Linked DNA regions of Mus musculus: region 1 is linked to region 2. A link is a contact called in public capture Hi-C data. All regions are on one chromosome and are shown on one strand. The core of a region is the stretch at or near the end of the contact, and the rest is flanking DNA. Distances in the headings are between cores, read along the strand shown.

Region 1 (6,072 bases), core at 1,757-4,256, 430 kb before region 2:
ACACATATGCATAAAATAAATTCAGTAAACCTTAAAAAAATTTGTGAGGTAGAATCAACCTCCTGCAAGTTGTCCTCTGACTACCACACTTATGTCATGGTATGGTGGTTTGACTAGGAATGGCCCCCATACGGTCATAGATTTGAATGCTTGGTCACAAGGAAATGACACTATTAGGAGGTGTGGCCTTTTTGGAGGAGGTGTGTCATTGGGGGTGGGCTTTGAGGTTTTAGAAGCTCATGCCAGGCCCAGTCTTTCTCTCTCTTCCTGCTGCCCACTGATCCAGATATACAACTCTCACCTACCTCTCCAATATCACATCTTCCTGCATGCTGCCATGCTCCCTACCATGATGATGATGGACTGAACCTCTGAATGGTGAACCAGTCCCAATTAAATGCTTTTGTTCATAAGAGTTGCCATGGTCATAGTTTCTCTTCATAGCAATAGAATACTAAGACCCACGGTATGCCCCTCAGCAAATAAATACAAAATATTTAAAAAATATATTATGTATTGTTACTGAGTGACAATAATCTGATGGGTAATTTGCTCCTAGACAGCTAGGGAAGCTGACTAGCAAGTCCAGCCTGTCCTCCTTTGGCATTGACACAAGGTCAAATCAGCACAGATTAACCCTGACCCCAGGTCCTCCCAGCTTTAGTAAAACAGTGGTCTTATTTTCTTGCCTTCTTAAGCTGTTCTAAGATCTGTTTGGGAGATATCCAGTTCACCCTAGAAAGCATTAGCAAACCTAGATAGCAAACCTTTCCACACTCTCTCGCCATATCTATGACATCATCAGCTTTGACACTCAACCCAATATTGAGTGGACATCCTGTTCCCAGTGTTGAGTGGGTATCCTGTCCAACACTGAGTGGATATCTCATTCCCAGTGTTGGGTAGGTATCCTGTCCCCAGTTTTGAGTGGATATCTTGTTCCTAATGTTGACTGTTTAGCACACTGTGACACGCAGGCCCAGGTTTATTGACATAGCTCACCCCAACTCAGACAAATGAGAAGATATTAGACTTCATTATTTGTCAAATTTGAACAAAAGGACAATACACAATTTGTCATATTTTTATTTAAGACATTTCAGAAACTTTTATCATGTGACCTATGTGTGCGCAGATGTAAAACCAGAGATAACATTCTTACACTTATGCCTCTTACAAAACAGCTCATTACGATAAGATTTATAGAGCTAACACAAAGATCGGTTTAAACAATGAGTACTTGGCGCCAGTTGGTTGTGGATGATAACATTATTTTGCTGGAACTAAGCAGCGATTCACCACCTGAGTTTAGTAATAATATGGTTTCTGTGCCTTTACACCCACGGGCTGTGTGGCTAATCCATTCTTCTCACCATGTTCTGCTGTGTAAACCGTGACAAACCCGCATTTTGTACAGCGAGTCGGTTCAACAGCCACGTTGTTTTCATTTAGCGATAGGTGCCTCACTTGTGGGTGAGTCTCCCTCCTCTGATGAATGCATAGTCTGCCTCTAGCATGACTACAGACGGAAATGCAAATGTGAGCAAAACCTGGGGAGGTGGCTGCTCACAAGGAGCTCAACCCAAAGGCGTATTTACATTAATGTAACCAATGTCATGCAGGAATACGAGAAAAATCAGAGCATTTGCAGCTCTCAGAAGACAGGCTCATAAACCCTTGGGTGTCCTCAGGCACCATGCCTGGGCCTTGCATAACGCTCTGGTAGGTTGCTCTGGACAGTGCTTGTGATATCTGAGCAAGCATTACCTTGATTTCAAATGGAACGAGAAGGGCCCTTAACATTTGTTCAATCAGAGAGGACAGTGTTATAGCTGAAGAGCCGATTAATAAATGTAAGCAGACATGAGCTTGTTTGCCTTTTCTTCAGTCATTCAGATTAAAGATAGATCCTGTAGACAGCAGTAGAGAAAGCAGCAGGCTGGGTCCCGGGCAGCCCAGTGACAGCTTCTTTGACCTTGAGCTGGGAAATTGAACACAAGCAAGATGTAGTTAAAACCTGATGCTCAGGGCGGGTGTTTGTGGGCACAGTAAGCCTTAGGTCCTAACGGGTGTCTTTAGGGTTAATCCAGGTGTGAGGGTGTCCTGCCCCAACAGTGTCACTTGGCCTTAGCCTGTGAAAACATCTCATGGCAGGGACTGACAGTGGAGATCATCATCTTTCCCACAGGGAGGCAATCGGGGTCCATCACCAAAGCTTTGTGGCTCTTGACCATTTGTGACATAGCCTGTCAGGACCAATGTGCACTATGCACACCTTCACCAACCATGGGGGCATGTGGGATCTCACTGTTCCCACCCCACTATGACTTCTGTGGAAAGCAAAGAGGCAGATGGTGGGCTGGAACTGAGTCATGTCCAACACATCTTAGTGGAAAATGGAAGTGTGGGAATGAATATTTGAGAAGTTTAGAGGGACATTTTAGACTCATGACCAATCTTCTTGTTGACATTCTTCTCTCTCTCTCTCTCCACTTGTGTGTTTGTGTATGCATCTGTGTGCAATTGTGTGTGTGCATGTGTGTGTCTGTGTATGTGTGTTCATGTGTGTGTCAGTGAATGTGTGTGCACATGTGTGTATGCACGTGTGTGTACATGTGTGTGTGTGGACAGAAGTTGACATTGGGTATCTTCCTCTGTCATTTTCTACCTTATTGTTTTGAGACAGGTTCTCTCACTCCACTGAACTGAGAGCTCACTGTCTAGCTGGGCTGGCTGGCTCATGGGTCCCTGGAACCTTTTGTCCTCTGTCTCCCAGTGCTGAGACCATGGCTGACACTTTCTGTGAGTGCTCAGGAGCCACACAAAGATCCTTGAGTGTCAAGTGTCTCACCCACCGAGCCATCTCCTCAGCTCTTTCTTCTCTAGGCTTTCTTCCAAAGCTACTTTCTGACGGAGCTTTTGGAAATCTCTGTAGATGAGCGTTCAGCTGCTCCTCAGCCCCTTCTGGCTGGGACCTTGGTTAAGTCATTACTTTGCCTTGTGATTCAATGATCAGTTTTCATGCCCCAAAGATTATGCAATTACCCCATACATTCATGGTTTCCTTTCCCACAGTTTAAGTTCTCTGATTTGGTCCAAAAATATTAAATGGAAGTTAAAGTCTCAGAGCTTTCAAAACTCATGATTTTTATGTTTAACTTCTTTTCATTTTGAAATTAATATGTGGATAACACGTTTTGCTATAGTATAATGCTGTAATTCTTCTATTTTATCATTAGCTGTTAATCTTTTATTATTCTGAATTTACAAATTAAAATTTATCATAGGTATAGATTGTACATTCGGGGTTCAGTACCCTCTATGGCTTTTCACGTCCCTTAGGGTATCTTGGAAACCCATCCTTTTTGGATGAGGGGGCTTCTCCGATTTTATTACAACTGAGAGTCTTTGTGGATGTTATTGAACTTGATGGGAATCAATCAGGTTCATATATCGTGAAGGATTTATTCTTCCAGGGGTTGTTTTTCTCAGTCATGACACAGAGCAAATGCATGCCAGATGGTGTTGGGTCCGACTGTACAGGTTTGAATGGAATTTCAGCTGCAGCCTCCTCATTGACACTTAAGTACACTGCTGTCTCCCAGAGCGTCAGGTTTGTTTAGACTCATGCAGCAGTGTTTGTGTGTGGGATGTGCCTGTTGAAGGGGGCATCAGACCTAGATCTGCCCTAGGCTGCCCCTATGACAGAAGAGTAGGGGATTCCCTTCTGCCTGGTTAGGTTCACTCTCTGTTTGACTTTTTTGTGTTGGATCCTCTGTTGGCAAAGGTTTCCCTGTGGAAGCGGGGACCAGTAGTGGCTCACAACATAGAGAGAAGTCTGGCTGCAGAAGAATAGAGTCCCACTGTGCAGTCACTTGGAGGCCGAGGACATATGCAATGGCCACTCTGGATAAGTCAAGATGTTCTCAATGACCGTTTTCTCTGATGTTTCTGCTCCTCCTGCTTCCTCATTTCTGACCTGACAGGCTTGTGAATAGAGCTAATCAAAGCTCCTGATTGCAGGTGAAGGCTGTGATTAAGATTTAATAGCCAGTCATGGCTGGGTAACTTGCCAGCAGACAGCAGGCAGGCTGAAGGCAGCTCCAAGTTTCTCAAGTTGTGTTATTAGTCTGTCAAGTGTGTGACAAGGGACACACACTCACACCCGAGGCTTGTGGGAAGCTCACTGGGTAAGTGAATTTCTTCAGGGGGTTTGGAGAAGAGGAGGAGGAAGAGGGAGGATAAAGTCTCTAATGCCAAGCGTACCATTCATACCTAGAGCTGGCTCAGACTATAGAGGTCAGAGTCCAGCCTCTCATTGACTGGGGGATTCATTCAGCTCATATTTATCGCGTGTCACAGATTAGATCATAGGAGTGCAGCTGTGAACGATCATACGAAACACTCAAGCTTTCATGGAGGTTGTAGTCTGCTAGAGGAACACGGACAGAAGCACAAGCTCAGGTAGACTGTGATTGGCTGAAGTAGAATGGGCGTAGAAACAGTGACGTAGGAGAGGAAGGCGGATGTGGGGATTGCAGATTGAAATAGGCTGCTTATCTGTGAAAGACTCCATGCCAGGGAATTCACTGCCTTGTGCGGGAGGCTCTTTTATGCCGGGCTTGGTACTTTCTTAGAAGTCTTTGTCTCATATTGGATTGAACTAGTTTTCTGCAAGAGGCACAATTTGGTTCCAGGAGAGTGAAAAAGTGCCTCTGTAGATGACGTAGCAGCGGCATAGTGTTGAAGACTCTGGGACCAGATTGCTAAGGGGCCTATTCTGTCCCACCTTCCTGTTGGTGTGGGCAGTCTGTACCTTCTCTGTGATTCAGTATCCTCACAGTGACACGGGGAACCTAGACAATGTTGGTGATGACGACTCTCGCTGTCTCTCAGCATAGGACAGAAGGAAGGACTGAGCTTTGAGGACGATGTCTGGGACATCGTGCGCATGCGGAACATTTATCATCACTCAGAAGATGTTGTGGAAACGGATGATGTAAACATGAAGCCCCGGGACAGAGCCCGTGTTGGAGAGCATTCCGCAGATCTGGTGTCTGCATCCCCTACCCTCCTGCTTCCTTACTTCCTTGTCCCCCTCTTTCCAACATTTGTCTTTCCAGAAGCTCAGTTCATTCCTGGCCTCCATTAGACATTTGTGCAGGAGGAAACGAGCCCAGCCAAAGCCCCTGCTCCTTCTCGCTGCACTCAGCCCTTCATGTGGTCATGAGTTTTTGGCTGATGTTGTCTCCCCCCCCCTCCAAAAAAATTGATGAATTAAGGTACTTTCATATCTGCAGCATATTCTTCCAATTGTCTCAGCATCAGATGAGATCTGTCCCTTCTATTGGGTAATTATTACACTTATTGTTATTATTATTATTATTGTTATTATTATTATTATTATTTGGTTTTTCGAGACAGGGTTTCTCTGTGTAGTGCTGGCTGTCCTGGAACTCATTCTGTAGACCAGGCTGGCCTCGAACTCAGAGATCCGCCTCCCTCTGCCTCCCAAGTGCTGGGATTAAAGGCGTGCGCCACCACTGCCTGGCTTTATATTTATTATTTACTTCACTTTATTAAGGAGTTCCAGAAATAGACTTGGTCCAGAATGACATTTCTAAAAGGACATGACTAACTTTATCAAAGTAGAACAAGTTAGAATCAAAGTTAAAATGGTGTGTACTCCATGCTCACAGTGAGATGTGCTCCATGCTCACAGTGAGATACTGTGGGGCAGTGAGCTGTGCACAGACAGCCTGGTTCCCAGTCAAGCACAGGTCTGGAACCCCAGTGACCCTAAGGAATGGCAGGTGTTCAGCCACGCCTCCTAGGCCCTTGGCTCCTGTCACAGCTACAGCCTCCCACAGCCCCTTTGCAGAGAGGTGTATGGCCATCTGTCATGTAGGCAATGCCCCAAGCTCCTGTTATTCTGTCTGGACTCACTGGTCCACTATAAAAGGGGCTGTTTGCCCCCTCCTCTCTCTCTTGCTCCTCTCTTGCCCTCTTGCTTCCCTTCTTCCCATTCCTTCCCCCCCACCCCCCTCCATGTGGTCATGGCTGGCCTCTACT
Region 2 (5,685 bases), core at 2,730-5,229:
TGACTGATATATAGGACTGAGGAGCCACCATTCATCACTCCAGTCATCCTGACTTTAGACACAGCTTCCCTTTGAGCCTGTCATCAACACCAGAGGCAGGACTGGGAAACTTCTGGAAGGCAGAGGAACAGCATTGCTACCTTCTGACATGCTCAGCCTTGGGTTAGGGCCTAAGGATGTGGGGAGTCACTCAGAGGGAATACGGTACCTCAGGAAGTAGGAATGGCATCAACTCTAAATGGGAGGAAACTGAGTCAGGGAACTAGAATAACGTTCCTGAAGAGAAACGTGGGGGCAGGGAGGGGTCGCTGCGAGCTTCTGCCCACTGTCTCTGTTACAGACAGCGTCTCTGGACAACATTGTCCTGTTTAACACAGATCTTGAATACTCTGTACCCCAAATGCTTCCGTCTACAAGCACACTTCTCCTGATTTTAAATCTTTTTTTTTTAAACCACATTCTGACTGTACCTCATCCCATGAAGTCAGACGTAGAATTTTCTACTGATGGAATTATGTCAGCGATTAAAACATTTCGTACTTTGAAGGTCTGGATAAGGGAGGATCAACCAGTGTTAAATGAAAGAAAGATAGGCAGCTTCAGGGGGATTAGCCTCGTCACTTTTCGGGCTACTCTTTGCTGCATCTGTAAGCTGTGTGTCCTGTTGTAGGGACTTCTAATCTTTAAAAAAAAATGACGCTTCAATATGAGCACACCAGTGTGCTCGGGCTGTGCAGATCTCAGCCATTTTTGCCAGCGTGTATTCTCACTACTGCTGAGGGCAGAAAGTTATTAAGTCATAAATAACCCAGAGAAGGTAGGGAGGACGGTGAGCAGTTTTCAGATGGAGGCCCATCTTGCACCTGTGCCTGGAGGGCTCCTTCTACATTCTTTACAGTTTGATAACTCTAGACTATATGACTTCGCATTCAAATAAGTCACCTGCAAGTCCACAGTTCTCAAACGGGACTGACAGCCTGGAGCAGTACCCCGAGGTGCTCCCACACTTGAAGGAGGGTGCTCCCATACTTCTGAAAATGGATCTGAAAGTCTCCTTTCACCTGTCTAATGCTCAACAGCCTCCTGGCTTCTTCCTTGAATTCTGTGCTAAACCTAAGGTCCGGCGTGATTCAGGACCCACTGTAGTTCTGATGGACCCATGGTGATGTGGTGAAGCGTAAGGATTGGAGACCTGACTGGGAGGTTTTACTCGGAGATAATCAAGGGGCACTGAGCCTCAGCAGTCAGAAATAGCCCCCCTACCTTTCTTTAACTTTAGGATACTTACTAAAACAGTAATATTTGATGTTATGACCTTTTAGTAGTAACAAGAAAACAAACTAGCACACACTGACTTAAAAAAAAGAAATGAAAACTTATAAAAATACCAAAAAAAGATGTCAGGAAGGCAAAACCAACGATGTCATCCAACTCAAAAATGATGTCAGGAGGGCATAAGCAATTAGGTCATGTATGTCAAAAGTATCAGTATAGTTTTTCTAGATGCAAAAGCCTATAAAGTGTAGCTCCCCTCTGCCATTGGCAAGCTGGGTGACCTTGGGTCACTCACCGGCTGGGGTCCTTAGCAATACCTCGAGAGTGACAGGGATCTTGCGCATTCGTTAGGACACTTCTGAGTATGCATTTAATGTGACAGATTTTATATGGATAATGTCATCAGTGGGTGTGTGGGTGGTGTTATCTCCCCTGGGGAATTGAGAAATAGTGTCTTATATCTGAGGCTTCCAGAAGCCAGCTTTGAATGTCCACTGCTTTTACAGGACACTTCCATTGGTGAGGGGTGAAAAGGTAAGTTCAGATTGCCTTTCCTCTCTCAACGAAAGGGGAAATAAAAAATGCAGAAATGGACTTAAATTACTACGGTTCAGATCAATTATGAGTTATCTGTCTAGCTTTTGCTTAGTCTAGTCAGAAAAGCCTTTTCTGACGAAAGGGTCTAAAACCGTGGTAGCTTACTATATGGAGTTCCCATTTGATTTCCCAAGCTTTTCTTCTCTTGGGCTAAAAATAGGTTCTTCTGCTTTTAGTATGTAGACAGAGTTTCCTTTTTCAAGATATGCAAATATTAACATTGGTTTGAAGACATATTTACAAGATTGATAAGTTAGAATTATGTCTTTTAAGACATAATTTGTGTATATGTGTGTTCCAGTGTATATGGTGTGTGTTCATGTTTGTGAGTGTGTGTGTGTGTGTGTGTGTGTGTGTGTGTGTGTGTGTGTGTGTGGTGTATATGTACCTGTATATGGTGTGTGAAAATGTGTATGGTATGTGTGTGAGTGTGTGTATGACTGTGTGTATGTGTGTGAGCATATGTATGGTTTATGTGTGTGTGTAGTGTATGTGGTGTGTTTGGTATACATGTGTACATTGTGCACATGTGTGTGTGAGAGAGAAGAGAGTGGATTGTATGTGTGTGTATGTGTGTGTGTGTCTGTCTGTCTGTCTGTCTGTGGTGTGCATGTGGGTTCAAAGTGTTGTTCCTTGGATGCAATCCACCTTCCATAGAAGCAGCATCTCTCATGGCCTGGAACCTGTTAACCAGGCCACAGGCATGCCCCTCTTCTACTTCCCAAGCACTGACCGGGTACCTCCTTTTATTTCCTCATGTGAGTTTTAGGCATAAACCCAGGTCCTCACAAGGCCTTTGCAAACTGAATTATTTCCCTGCTTTGAGACATAATTTTCCACATATGATTTAATCACCTTAAGCACCCAGTCTCTTCAACACCTGAGAATGGGGTCCATGCATTCATAGCACCATGATTTCTCAGAAAGGAAATTGAAAGCATTCGTAATATGCTTTAAAATTGGTAAGCATATTGGAGTTTTTCACAGGCAAAAACATCAAGCTAAGTGTCTTAGCCATCACAACGCCCTTAAGACTACCTAAGCCGATCTGGAATTCAAAGCAGCATAATTGTAGGGTTATAGTAAACCTCAGAGAACTCTCAGCCAACCCATCCCACTTCTTCCAAGCATAGTTTTTCATTGAATTCTCCCATTTCTTCAACCCAAACTCTACCCAACTCAATATACGACTGGGGCAGGCCAGCCTCCACAAGCATTCCTGTCAGGTGGAAGCCAGCTCTCTTCTGAGGTCTCCCATGGAAGTGTTCTGTCTTTCTTCCCTGCACCACAATTACTTGTCACTGTGCCCTACTTTCCCTCCAGACATGAGCTCATCAAGTGGACATCTGAGTCACACTGGATTCCTCCGTGATGTTCCTTACAGAGAGGAGGTCCTTCAAGAACCTAACTTTGAGGGTACACTCAGTAATTTCTGCCAGCCATAAAACATTTTCAAGAAAGAATGAACCCCCACCCCCAGGAAGCATTTTAGGAAGGCTCTAGTCAAGAACAGAAGCCACAAGAAGAGGAACTGAGATGTGAGTCAGAGTGACTGGCACATGAGAGTGACAGGGTCGGCTTCCTCACCTTCATGTAACCCGGAGAAGATCATGTGTTAATAAAACGTTTACTGCCGTTGTCAAAGGCCTGACTTTGATTTGAAACTCTTGGGCACCTGAATGTCAAACCAGACCAGAAATACACCACCATGTATTTTTAATTTAAACACAGATATGGAAAAAAAAATTTTTGTATGCCTAGTATAAATAAGTTTCAGTGAAAACCAAACCAAAAGACAACATAAACCTCCCAGTAGCCACCACAAGGAAGACAGAACCGATCTGAACGGCAAACCCTGCAGAGCTCAATGCAGTGCTCTCCTTGAGAGCCCTACGCAAGCTGGAGGCGACATGTAAAATGATCATCTTACCTTGAGGGAATCAAAGCAGGCAATTACTCTTCCATTTTCAACCTGGCAACTTTTGGGGGGGTGAGCAAACTTGCATTCTTCGTCGGAGCGTGAGCACGTTCCTCTCTGGTACTGTCTGCAGACCTCCAGCGTCAGCCACTTTGTGTCTCTCACGGGGGCAACGTTCAAGGCCATGATGAGAACTACTTTGGGCTCTGTTCCTTTCGGTTAAATGTCGAAATCAATCCGAGTCTCAATGATCTCAAAACAACCGCCGTGAAAACTCCAACATGTAAGTTTGAAGGTAAGCAGTGAATTCTTTAATGCAGTCCAATCCAGGAAACCGGGGAGGGGGAATGTGTCAGCAAGCAGGAAGTCAGTCACCGATCGATAGGCCCCACTGGAAGACTGTGAGCCACAAGCAGTGCGTGCTCACTGTCATCTCTGGCTCCCAGGGTTCTAGTCTCTTGACTGTTTTGCAGATACACCCCTCCTTAATAAAGTGGCTTTAATACGATGGCACTCTTTGGGAAAATATTAGTTCTAATGCTCACAGCTTTGGAGGATGTGGGAAAACAACCCTCTTAGATCTTTGTATTTGAGCAGGATGGCGCTTTCCTTCCTTCGTCCTCTTTAAATTCTGAAATTAAACGATTAGCAAAATCAGATCACTTCATTCACTCAAAGGGTCAGGGAAAAGTACATTCAACGAAAACCAAACAACCAAACAAAAAACCCGAAAACCCCAAGAGCTAAACACATGAAGGACTCCCTGAGGGCTGGTGCCAATGAGAGTGATCTCCGGGACAACTTTAAACCACAAACCTGCAAAACAGTATGACATCGACTTGCGTCGTCTGTACTTAGAGGAATCAAACACTTGACCTGTCCACTAAGCTCAGATATAGAGTTTGTGGAAGTATGGTTTAGACCTCAGAGCTTTCAGTATCACAAGGAAGGTGGTACAAAGTGGAGGAGGAAGAAGAGGAGGAGGAGGAGGAGGGGGAGAGGAGAAGGAGGATGGGGAGGAGGAGGAGGAAAGGGGAAGGGGCAACACACTCAGTGCAGACTAATCTAGGCAACACTCCAAGAGTTAGGAGTGACTCAGACAGATGAGTGTGGCAGACACAGTAATTAGGCCCTTGAAACAATTCCATCTAATGTGCTTAATCACCAAACAGTGTATTAGAAATGTGGTTCTCAATTAATTTCACATTTAGGTCATTGATTTTATTGTTGGGAAGGCTATAAACAACTGTAGGGATGTGTCTCTCCTACAAAATGGAGATATTATTTTGGGTGAAGGATGGGTTCTCTATTCCTTGAGTTCTTTTGAGTTTACAGATATTTGATGCTGGGGTTGATAGACCGGGCCTCCTGATATCTGCTCTCTGAACTCTCAATATCTCTTTGCTTCTGCTGTTTGCTTGGTGCCTGCCTTCCCTGCAACACACTGTTAGGTTAAGGACAATTCTTTGAAGTTTCTGCCACCCAGATGCCTTAGTTCACGGCATCTATTAGGATCCCAAGAAGTGCTCATTGACCAATTAAACTTAGGATCTGATGAACGCAAGTTAACGTCCATCAGGTTCAGCTTAGCTTTAGTTGAGACACAACCCAATATCCTCTCCAGGCTGGGAGATGGGTCAGTGGGTAACGATGTTTGCTGCCAAGTCTTACAACCTGAGTTTGATCTCTGAGACCCGCATTGTACAAGGAGAGAACTGACTCTGGAAGTTGTCCTCTGACCTCTGACCTCCACACACCCCTCATACAGAGAAGTTTAAAAATGTTAATGAACTTTAAAAAACTCTATTTAGAATGTGAAGATTAAAAGGCATGCCTGTAACACACTGTAAGATGTCTAAGAACAGAAGATTTCAGCTGTTTTCCTTCTTCAAAGA

What was found. Capture Hi-C pulls out chosen DNA fragments and counts their contacts.
Region 1: a capture Hi-C map of bone marrow-derived macrophages shows a contact between it and region 2, with 7 times the contacts expected there. The contact joins two enhancer-like sites. A contact is called at or near these places in 1 of 115 datasets of contacts at active chromatin or transcription factors (bone marrow-derived macrophages) and 1 of 9 other capture datasets (bone marrow-derived macrophages).

Annotation. Positions count from the first base shown.
Region 1 is chr14:120,754,010-120,760,081 of GRCm38.p6, reverse strand. No RefSeq gene overlaps it. Among named protein-coding and RNA genes, the nearest start is that of Gm25781, 42 kb to the left of the region's middle. Within about 2 kb of position 3,006, at least 7 of the 459 cell types and tissues checked have an H3K27ac peak or open chromatin away from gene starts, as enhancers often do. A contact at or near this core is called in bone marrow-derived macrophages, where this site is marked.
Region 2 is chr14:120,323,530-120,329,214 of GRCm38.p6, reverse strand. Mbnl2 (muscleblind like splicing factor 2) reads right to left here. Exons shown (of 8, transcript NM_207515.2): 2 at 3,803-4,421. The coding sequence starts at 3,976. Among named protein-coding and RNA genes, the nearest start is that of Gm52122, 6.1 kb to the right of the region's middle. Within about 2 kb of position 3,979, at least 114 of the 459 cell types and tissues checked have an H3K27ac peak or open chromatin away from gene starts, as enhancers often do. A contact at or near this core is called in bone marrow-derived macrophages, where this site is marked.